Linked DNA regions of Mus musculus: region 2 is linked to region 1. The links are chromatin contacts, called in public HiChIP or PLAC-seq maps. All regions are on one chromosome and are shown on one strand. The core of a region is the stretch at or near the end of the contact, and the rest is flanking DNA. Distances in the headings are between cores, read along the strand shown.

Region 1 (5,098 bases), core at 761-3,260:
TTCAGCACCGAACCATTCATTTAACAACAGACCTACCTCGAAAGCTCGCGAGCCTGGCGCCGAGCTAGCTGCCCTCAAAAGTCTCAGTCTGATCACCCTGCTCTGTCTCGGGAGACACAAAGCCTGGCCAGGGGGCCGTGCGCCCTCCCTCCCACCGCGCCCTGGGCGCAGACTCCCCAAAATAGTTCCCGTGTGTGTGTGTGTGTGTGTGTGTGTGTGTGTGTGTGTGTGTGTGTGTGTGTGAGTGTGTGTGTGTAGGGGGGTAACGATCACTCCACCAAGCTCGGCCCTCGGACCCGGGGAGCCCATAGAGGTGCGGTCACACCCGCAGTGACAGAGCCCGAGGGAGGTGGCCTGGTGGCGGCGCCGCAGGGTCCTCCCCGCGTCCATCCCGCGCACAGACTCGCACCTCACCGCAGAGGCCCCTGCACCCAGCCCCACACCCTACTGGAAGACGTCCACTTCGCGTGGAGTCACTGGAAACCAGAACATCAAATGGCTCCGGGAGGAGGGGGAGTGGGCGCGAGATAGTTCTTAATGCCGAACGTGTTTGTGCCGGTTACACGACCGCTTTGAAATCCGCCCGGGCAGATGCGCAAGTTATTTGAATGTATTATCCCAGTACCTGTCATTTATCACTTCAGTCAACACGCCTTTGCCAACTCAATTGCTTTTGATCTCATTCTGCCTCCGTTTCGTAATTTCCGCCCTCTTAAACATATCAAATACTTAAAAGAAAAAAAAAAAACGTGAACAATATCAAAACCCACTAAAAGAAAGCTACCCAGCCCAGGAGCCAGGCATGAAGTAAAAAAATTAAAAAAATTAAAAAGCAAAAAATATGTACATTAAAATATGTATATTAAAGCATGAGATATTAATCTTCAAGAAGAGGTAGCTAAACGAACACACACACACACACACACACACACACACACACACACACACACACCCTGGAACAAAACCCTTCTTGACAAGTTATTTGATCTTGACTAAAATCAGCAGTTGGACGGTCTTTGTAAAGCTGACAGCCAAACTCTGACAATGGTAAAATACTCCAGCCCCAGTTAGTGGCGCTACCCCTTTAAAAAACGAGCGGATCCTGCTCACCGCAGAACTGAATACAGTATTTTCAAGCTTGCCTTATAATACGCATTACTGGAGGGGGGGGGTAGATAATAAAGAAGGAAGAGAGGGAGAGATAGGTTTACCACCTCGCCATGGTCGCTATTTCTGCCCTGGGGAGTGTCTTCGGGGAGGAAATAAAGTTTCGAGCTGGATAAAAGTTGCCGGCTGGTCCTTTCTTCCCACAACAGCTGGAGCTCCGCTATGCAAATCGGATCCTTTGGCGTACATCTTACAAAGAAAAAGTCGCCAAGGGACAAGATTCTTGGTTTGCCTTCAAGGTGGAATTGAAAAGCCTTATAAAAAATATAAGGTCCGTGCAAGCCACACGGTGAGCCGACCCACTGCAGGAGGGGGAGAGAGAGGGAGAGAGAGAGAGAGAAAAAAAAAAGCACCACGTAAATAATGTAGCCATCAAGCACAAATATCTATTCCCAGGCACATTAACACACAAGACTCTCAATACAGACCGGCCCACAGATAGAACGCTGGGTGAAAAAATATTACAAAACCCACTAATTTTCTGCCTCCCTTAAAAAAAAAAAAAGAAAGAAAGAAAAAGAAAAGAAAAGAAAGAAAGAAAGAAAAGAAAAGAAAAAAAAAGCCCTCCGGGTCCCCACCACCCCTCCCCAGTTCCCCATATGAGGCGATAAAATTACATTATGTAGGTATGATCAGCGCAGGGATTTTTAAAAAAAACAATAAAAATGATTTTGGGGGGATGCAGAGGGTAAAAGTTTGGTAAAAAGTTTGTGGGGGGTGTGAGGGGGTGTGAGGGGGTGGGTGAGCTGGGGGGCTGGGGGGTGCCGGGGGGCGCCGGGACCGCAGGAGCGGAGGAGAGCGAAATACCTGGAGTGAGTTGGGCTCCATCTCGACGTTCTGAATTGATTGAACTCAACATTCTCTCCAAACTTGTTGGCTTGAATGGATTGCATCAGGTCCTGGCAGGGGAAAGCATTCTCTGCTTGCAGCCGGCGTGATGTCTCAATATAAAACTAAGCTCTAGCCTCCCCCTCAGCACCAAAATGATTGAAAATATATCCTAATATTTCCTCGAAGACTCAATTTTCATCTCCTGTAAAAAAGATGTGGGTTTGCTGCCAAAGATGGGTTGATCAAATTCGAAATAGGGAGAAGGGCTAAGTCCGACCTCGGCGGGAAGAGAATGGATCAAGGCAAAAAGCAGACAGGAAGATGTAAAAAAAAATTGAAACCCATCCTAAAACCAAGTAATGAGGGTATCTTTCTCTTCTCAGTTCCTCGTGTCTGTGGGTAACGTCGGTTGAGATTTTTGGAGCAGACCAAGTCTCTCGAGCTGCGTTGTGCATCTGACAGGACCTGCTTGTATATGTCTAATATAAAGAACATTTCCTGCAGAGATTCCGGGGCGCCGCTCCTCTTTCTAATGCTCCTTAGCAGATTTGCTGTTATTAGACATGTAGATTTGTTTGATAGTTAAATTACGTTTCCTCACTGCCATGTTTGAGAGAACTAATCTGTTAAATTATCTTCTGATGCCTATTTACACGGAAGGGAAAAGTGGGTTATCGATTATATAAACATATAAATATTAATGCATTTGTTCGCTTCGCAAAAAAAAAATACTCAGCAGGGGGGAAAAAAAGGAAGAAGAAGAGCAGAAAGACAAGTGAGCAGTACACACACGTCTCGTGATTTTGCAACAATATTGAACGGACAGCAACTACATTTAGGGAGAGGAACAATAAACCATGCATGATAAATCAATACATGCGAGCCGCGAGTCTGCTCGGAATATGAATTCGGGCTCTGGGTTCTGCGTGTGCATTCTTTAATTTTGAAGTATATACACTCGTACGTGTTTACAATGCTGATGGACGCCAAGGGCTCTCTCAAATGATAATGTGTTTATATAACCCGGCGCTACAGGAATAATATACCGACTTCTACCCCACCCCCAATCCTTCCCGTGCCCCCCTCCTCCCAAAAGGGAGGGGGAGCTTTCTCGGTAATAGTTTGAAACTGAAAAAAATAATCCATTTGCAAACTAGTTAAATACCATCAGAAATTAAGCTGTTGGAAACGGAGGTGGGGGGTGGTTAACACAACGTAAGACAATAAAGGTTTTAAATGTGTATATTTATTGTTCTGGAGCCCTGGAGCATTGCGCGGTTTGCATGCACGGCTATTATGCAAACAGAGAAACTTAAGAGCCACAGAACAAGGAACAGGCAGGGACTGCAAAACCCTCGCTCGCTGCGACCCAGCTGCCGGTCCTCCGCCTGGCTCGCTTGCATTTTCGCAGCATTGATGTAAAATGGTGTACTCGCTTCCTCCACCCCTTCCCGGCTCTCCTCCCACTCTTTCCAGCACCCCTCCCCAACCCCCCAGCGATTTTATTATATTGGCACCAATCTTTCCAGAGTGGGTCTGGCAGGCTAAAAAAGTAAACATGTACTATATGGGGGATAAGGTTTGTATAGTACGACAGTTGAAACTCGATCCGCGATAAAATTACAGGATGTTGAAATTACTAGCAAGCTATTTTTAACGCTTTCGCAACGTTTCACCTCTACCCGCAGCATCGAGTTGAGACAGGATTACTTTAATGAAAATTATATTCACATGGCTGAAGTTAATACACCCAGCAGAGCACAAACGCCTCATCTTCGGTGATCTGGCGGTGGAAGGACCCTCTGTGTGTGTTTTGACGCTTTTTTTCCATAACGTCTGCCTCCGCTGCAGTAAGAATTAGGGCGCTTAACATTATCTAAAACACATTTTTTTGATTCAGAACATGGAGAAGTCATAAAAAAGGCAAGATGTATCTTGTTTCTATATACACAGAGATAAACGAAAGAAAATGGCAGATCCTCCAATTACAATAAGTAATAAAAGCCCATGCCAAAAAGCCCGTATTCTGGAAGCTGTCGAAAAGCTATTTTAATAATTTAAAGTAATATTCCAACTCTGCACCGTGGGGGAGGACAGTGTACCAATTTACAGTCTTCCATCTTTTGCATTAGCCAAATTATGACCTGCACATCACTCCTTAATTATCTTCCTTGAAATTTCATCTGATCTTACCATTTCATAAACATGGGTTAGAGAGAGAAATTACAGCCCTTTCGCCCTCTCTTTTTAACTTTATGGTGCACGCTGCAGACGTTTGATTAGAATAACCCATTTTGTTCATTTTTAACATATGAATGGATTTGACTGAAGGGCATTTTACATATTTAAAAAAAATATTCATGAGCTGCCTCGGGCTTCTGGTAGCCTCTGTCCTGTTAGTGTAAATATATACATTCAATTCAAAAGATGATATATTAAAAAAACTTGAGTTGCTGTATTTTGACAAGATTTTTCTTTGAGATCATCTATGAGTCAGTTTCCTGCCTGACCAAGGCGGCTGCATTTATGCAGGAAACCTCGACACAGTGCCTGAGGGCATCCCTGGATTGTGTATTAAACCTCTCTTAAAAAACACACAGCTTTCCACAGCATTTGAGCAACTTGGGTAGTCTTTAAGTGTCTGTAAATGACTTCACCTAATTAGAACCCTTCTTCTATGTCTCTTGAAGGTAGGCACTACACTAGGCTGCGCTGCTTTAATCTCCCTGATAAGGTCTTCCAAACCCAGCTCTGAATATTTCTGAATATTTGCATTTTTATAATCAGATCCCTGCTAAACCTTCAAACTGAATTTCTCCCCCTCTTCCTCCAGTACCTCGAACCCCACTCCCATGAACATCATAAATCTACTAAATCAATGGCCTATCCGATACTGAGAAAGGCCTTTAAAATCACAGATCACTGTGTTAGTGCCCCCCCCACCTCAAAAAAAATCTGTTCTTACCTCTTTAATGTGATGTTTGATAGACACCTGTAAATTATCTGTGTAGCAACTATCCATACAAAGAAAGTTTCAATTAAGATAAGGAGATTGTATTGAAACAGTTCTTTGAAGTAATGTAGTTAATAGCCTGTTTGA
Region 2 (5,098 bases), core at 28-2,527, 99 kb after region 1:
TCCCTTCTTCAGCATTTGCTAGAGAAGCTATAAACCAAATGCTTCTATTTCCCCTCAGCTTCTTTCCTTTCACCCCCTCTTGAAGAAACATCAAGCAGTCTCATGCCTTCCATGCTTCACCAAGATAAACCCTACAGTGAGCCTAAAAGTAAGCCTGCAGGATCATCACAAGCCTTTTGTAGGTTGGTGCTAATATGCTTATTGTCCTTTAAATAGCCTCTCCGTTTTTCCCCCATTGTGCCTCTAGGAAGAGATGCCTGTAGTACTGGTTACCTCCTATTTCAACAGACATCTCTCCATTCCTTTGGAATGTTTTCCCTAAATCTTTTTTCTAAGACTCAACTCCCCACTTCCTCTTTCCTCTTTACTTTTCTTTTCTTAGATAGGATCTCATATAGCCCAGGCTGGACCCAAACCCAATTGAGGATAACCTTGAATTTCTGATCCTCTTGCTTCCAGCTACCAAGTAATTCCAAGAGTGGTTGACAGATGAGCCCTTCAAACACCCAGTGAGTCCCCAGGATTCTCCTCTTATGCCCGCCCCCCTGCAGAATTCCTAGTTTCTAAGTGGCGATCATCATCATACTTAGTTTTCAGTTTTCTTCTCTCCTCTGACAGTAGATAGGCATCTACTTGACAGCTCCATGTCCACGAACATCCATCAATCCTCATGTTCAATGCAGCCCAACTCAACTATGGGTCGCGTCTCGCTTCTTCCTAGCGTTTTCTTGGTCTTCAAGCTAGGTCATCTTCCCAGTATGTGAGAAGACCACCTCCCAATGGATCAGATCCAACACATCACTCCTGGTATCTTATGTCATCTCCCAGAAGGGAAGGATACTGACTCACTCTTCAAAAAGTCTATAAAAAGCAAGAGCTGCTCCCACTGGCGTGACTCATGCTTTGGCCCAAACTACCATGGCCTCACACCTGTTCAACAGCCTCATAATTGGTTCCCATGATTCCATCCTTGACGGAGTCTTACCAATGTGATGATAGACTGATTTTAAAAAAATAGCTTTATTTACATGCTATATAGTCTACTCATTTTAAGCGAATGGTTGTACCATTTTAAATATATTTACCAAACTGTACAACTGCCATTATACTACAGTTTAGAACCCTGGTTCCCCTTCCATTTACATAGGGATCCTATATCAGTGATTGCTGACTTGTTACTTCCAAATATTCCCTTACTTCTTGCTCCCACACAATTCTAAAGGTGCTTCCTGTGTCTGTAGACTGACATGTCTTGGACACTCAACATGGCAGAATCACAGTTTATTTTTTCCTCTGTCCCTGACTTCCTTAATTGAGCATCATGTTTTTGAAGGCTCTCTCTGACAACAGCTGACATGGGTATTCCACAATTTCAAATCATACAATACTATTTTACCAGTATGGATATATTACTTTAGGCCCATCAGTTAATGGACATTTGAGTTGTTTCCGTTTTGGGGTCAAATACGAAGAATCTGTTTATGAGTGTCTGCTAATAGGTTTTTGCCCAGATATGTGTTTTCACTTCCCATTGGGTATAGAGCAAAGGGGTAGAATCAATGAGTCATTCAGCAACTCTATGTTTAACTTTCTGCGGAACCAACAGACATTTCCCAACATGATGGTGGCACTTTACAGTCCCACCAGCAGGACCTAGAGGTCTAATTTGTCTCCATCCATGCTATAAGCTGATGGTTTTGTTTATAGCGCTCCTAGTGGATTTGAGTGAATGATCATCGGGTAGACTGAAATCACACATTGCTGTTTTTCTCTTCTCCAGATGGCTGCTGCTCATAGTCAAACTTACAGTTCAGATGTCAGCTGTTCGGATGATGTGTGACCTGCCTCCCACACTCTTCCGGTCCAGTTCTCTTGCCTCCTTTCCAGCTACGTCCCCCCATGACTTAATCAGCTCCACCCTTTTTTAAGTCTGTGCTCATTGGTCTTTCTAGGATGTGTTTTTTTCCCCAGATCCTCTGTGAGGTTGCCCTTTCCAACCTTAACTACACCCCCCATTCTGTTCATGCCACAATATAGCCCTTCCCACCTAGCATCCAACACTATCTAAACATTTGAATTTTACTCTCATTTTTTCCATACCATTCTTCCTCCCAAAAGGTGTTCTCTCTCTCTCTCTCTCTCTCTCTCTCTCTCTCTCTCTCTGTCTGTCTCTCTCCTTCATCCATCCATCATTTCCTCCCACTCTCATACTGGGGGTTCAACATAAGGCTTCCTGACTAATAGAAAATTAATTTACTCTACCTTCAGCTCTCTTTCTTATTTGTATTGATTGTTTATTATTTATTTATTGAAATAGTCTCCTCAAAATGTCCAGATTGCCTTGAATTTGTCATCCTCTTGCCTTACTTTGCCTTCCTGAGGGCTGAGATTTCTTTTTTCCTTTTATTTTTTATTTTAAAGATTTATTTATTATTATATCTACACTGTATCTGTCTTCAGACACACCAGAAGAGGGAGTCAGACCTCATTACGGATGGTTGTGAGCCACCATGTGGTTGGTGGGACTTGAACTCAGGACCATCGGAAGAGCAGTCGGTGCTCTTAACAGCTGAGCCATCTCTCCAGTCCCGAAGGGTGAGATTTTAAACAGGGTCTTCTAAAGCCAGCTTTCCCCTTCTCTCCCCTCCACATTCTGACACTTACTCAGGATCGTGTCTACCGCACAAAAGGAACTCAAAGGTACTGTGTGAGCGTAAAAGAGTCACCTGACAGAACTCTGAGCGACTTTGCTTTAAGTCCAAAGAAGTCTGTCTACTGTCCCTCTGCCTCATACCACATCCAGCAAAGGAAAGTATTGTGAAGCAGAAAGACCTTTCAACAGGTCAGTAATAGAGGCCATGAGGGTTCAGTAGCTTAGGTCTCCTTCTTATTAGGTCTGTTGTGCTCAGGGTCCTGATAAAAACTGATTAATTCAAACGTAGTAACTGTATGATGTGCATATGTATTTATATACCTATACAATATTATACAGACATATGATACACACACACACGTATGTATATGTACACATATATAATGTGTTGTGTTTGGTTTTGCCCTAAATACTTTTTTAGTTATTTTATAATGAGGGGGAAATAGGGAACAGAGGAATGGATTCTGTCACGTGTTTTCACCTAATGATATATTAATGCTGAATTAAGTTTTAGGACATGGGGTCCTGGCAATTGGCAGCCATCAGCAAACCAAAACCCAAACCAAAAAAAAAAACAAACAAAAAAAAAACCCCAAACAAACAAACAAATGAAAAACAAAACAAAGCAAAAAACCAAAATGGAAAGCAACAACAAAACCAAAAAAAAAAAAACCAAAACAAACAAACAAATGAAAAAACAAAAAAAAAAAACCCAAAATGGAAAGCAACAGCAAGAAATAACAAACCCCAAGGAATAAATAAAGACTTCTCCCATTGTAATCTGAACATAGGAGCAGAGTTTAATGCATTCTTGTATCTGGGTTAGGAGCAATCAAGCTTTGTGTTGGCAATATGGAGAATTGAGTTACCATTTCTGACAGCGGTTGGACTTACTGATGGATACATTGTATCTGCTAGTGTGACCAACCAAGCAGGAAACAAAGACTAGAGTTTCAAAACAGTTGAAGGGTTGAAGGGCTTTAATAGATAGACCCTAATGAGGACTTTCGATTCTTTTAGGAACCACAAGAATATGTCCTGTAAAACCCTCATTATACAGAATGGGGTACTTAAAGCCAGGGCAAAAGGGAGGTGGTACCTGAAGAGAAGAAGATGAGAGCTTTGAGCTGGGGAAGATGGATGCTCTTACGCATGATTGATCATCAGCCTTCTTGCTCCCGTGATTTTGGGGAACGGAAGAATTTGGGGATGAGGAGCATTTGTGGTCCTTGTGAAATTAATTCTTATAAAACAATATACTTATTAATCGGGAGTGAAGGCATGAGCCTACAAGATGTCCTGTTTTAAAGCTGGCCTTTTCTGTGACAGTTGCATCTGTGATTGACATGTTCGTCTGTTGATTGACATGTTTTGAGGTTACCTCAGCTTAGAGGTTCTTTAGTGGATCAGTTTCCAGGGGGTTGTGGCTGGAACTTAAGCTATGAGTGGGGCTTCTGGGCACAACATACCTAGAAGAGAGAGGATGAAGGACACTGAAGAACACAACAGCATGGTCTGGAAATTCTCCCGGCCACCTGAGTGTTCTCACGGCCCTCCAATTCTGTGTGATCCTAGGATAGCGCCATACTCGAGTCCCTGGGGCTGTCTTGGCTCTCGGCTATCTCTGTTTGTGTCTCTGAGCATGTGGATTCAAGAAGGGAACCTTGAGCTCAGAGGTGGTCTGTAGTCCTCGAGCTGAGCATTGGAGTTGATTAATTAGAAGTGATTTCCTGAAGCCATTTGCTGAGAAAGATGGCTTATCTAGGTTCAGCAGAAAAGAAATACCTCCTTGGATCAGCAGTGACAGGCCTTCCATGAGGGGTGTAAACAAGTAGGAGCAAGCTGTGCATTCACAATATCAGATCCAGCTCATCCCACCGAACCTTAGGGAGGGGACATGGCCTGCCCGAGGTCACACAGCTAATGAGACAGCTGGTAACACACCCAGGCTTCCTTCCTTGGATGCCAAGCTACATGGAAGCATGCTGATTGGGAGTTACTTTGATACAGGCTTCTGCTTCTTAAGGGCAGCCACACAGTGTGTAGGAAGACATGAAACTGGGGCGGACTGGGCTTGGGACAACAGTTGAGCAGCCTGCTTTGTGAAGTATTGTCAACCTTACTTTTGGTTCACTGGGGTCTAAAATAACCCAGGTGGGCTTCCATCGTCTGTAAAACCTGCAGGTTGATGGAGCCCACAAACGCCACTCTTGGAGCAATTAATCTTTCAAAAAAAGTTTATCATTTTATGGAGACACAGGGAGTATTACGCCTCTTTCAGATAGTTTAGCGTCGAAAGGATGTGTTGTCATTGCACGTTGGAATTCAGCATTAGATCTTCTGCTAAAGGTATAGGGGCTCCTGACTAAGACATCTGACAGTTTTCATCTTATGTGCTCTCTCATGGACGCTGACCCTCACTTCACACTCTCAGGGGCTTAGAGT

Evidence for each region. HiChIP or PLAC-seq counts read pairs in DNA pulled down with a chosen protein or histone mark.
Region 2: an H3K4me3 HiChIP or PLAC-seq map of bone marrow-derived macrophages shows a contact between it and region 1, with 4 times the contacts expected there. The contact joins the enhancer-like site here to the promoter of Arid5b in region 1. A contact is called at or near these places in 2 of 39 promoter capture datasets (the HPC-7 cell line and pre-B cells) and 5 of 115 datasets of contacts at active chromatin or transcription factors (bone marrow-derived macrophages, embryonic stem cells, microglia and 1 more).

Annotation. Positions count from the first base shown.
Region 1 is chr10:68,276,716-68,281,813 of GRCm38.p6, forward strand. Arid5b (AT rich interactive domain 5B (MRF1-like)) reads right to left here and starts at 2,011. Exons shown (of 10, transcript NM_023598.2): 1 at 1,975-2,011; 2 at 1,215-1,469. The coding sequence starts at 1,995.
Region 2 is chr10:68,376,759-68,381,856 of GRCm38.p6, forward strand. No RefSeq gene overlaps it. Among named protein-coding and RNA genes, the nearest start is that of Gm40683, 7.3 kb to the right of the region's middle. Within about 2 kb of position 1,278, at least 20 of the 459 cell types and tissues checked have an H3K27ac peak or open chromatin away from gene starts, as enhancers often do. A contact at or near this core is called in bone marrow-derived macrophages and microglia, where this site is marked.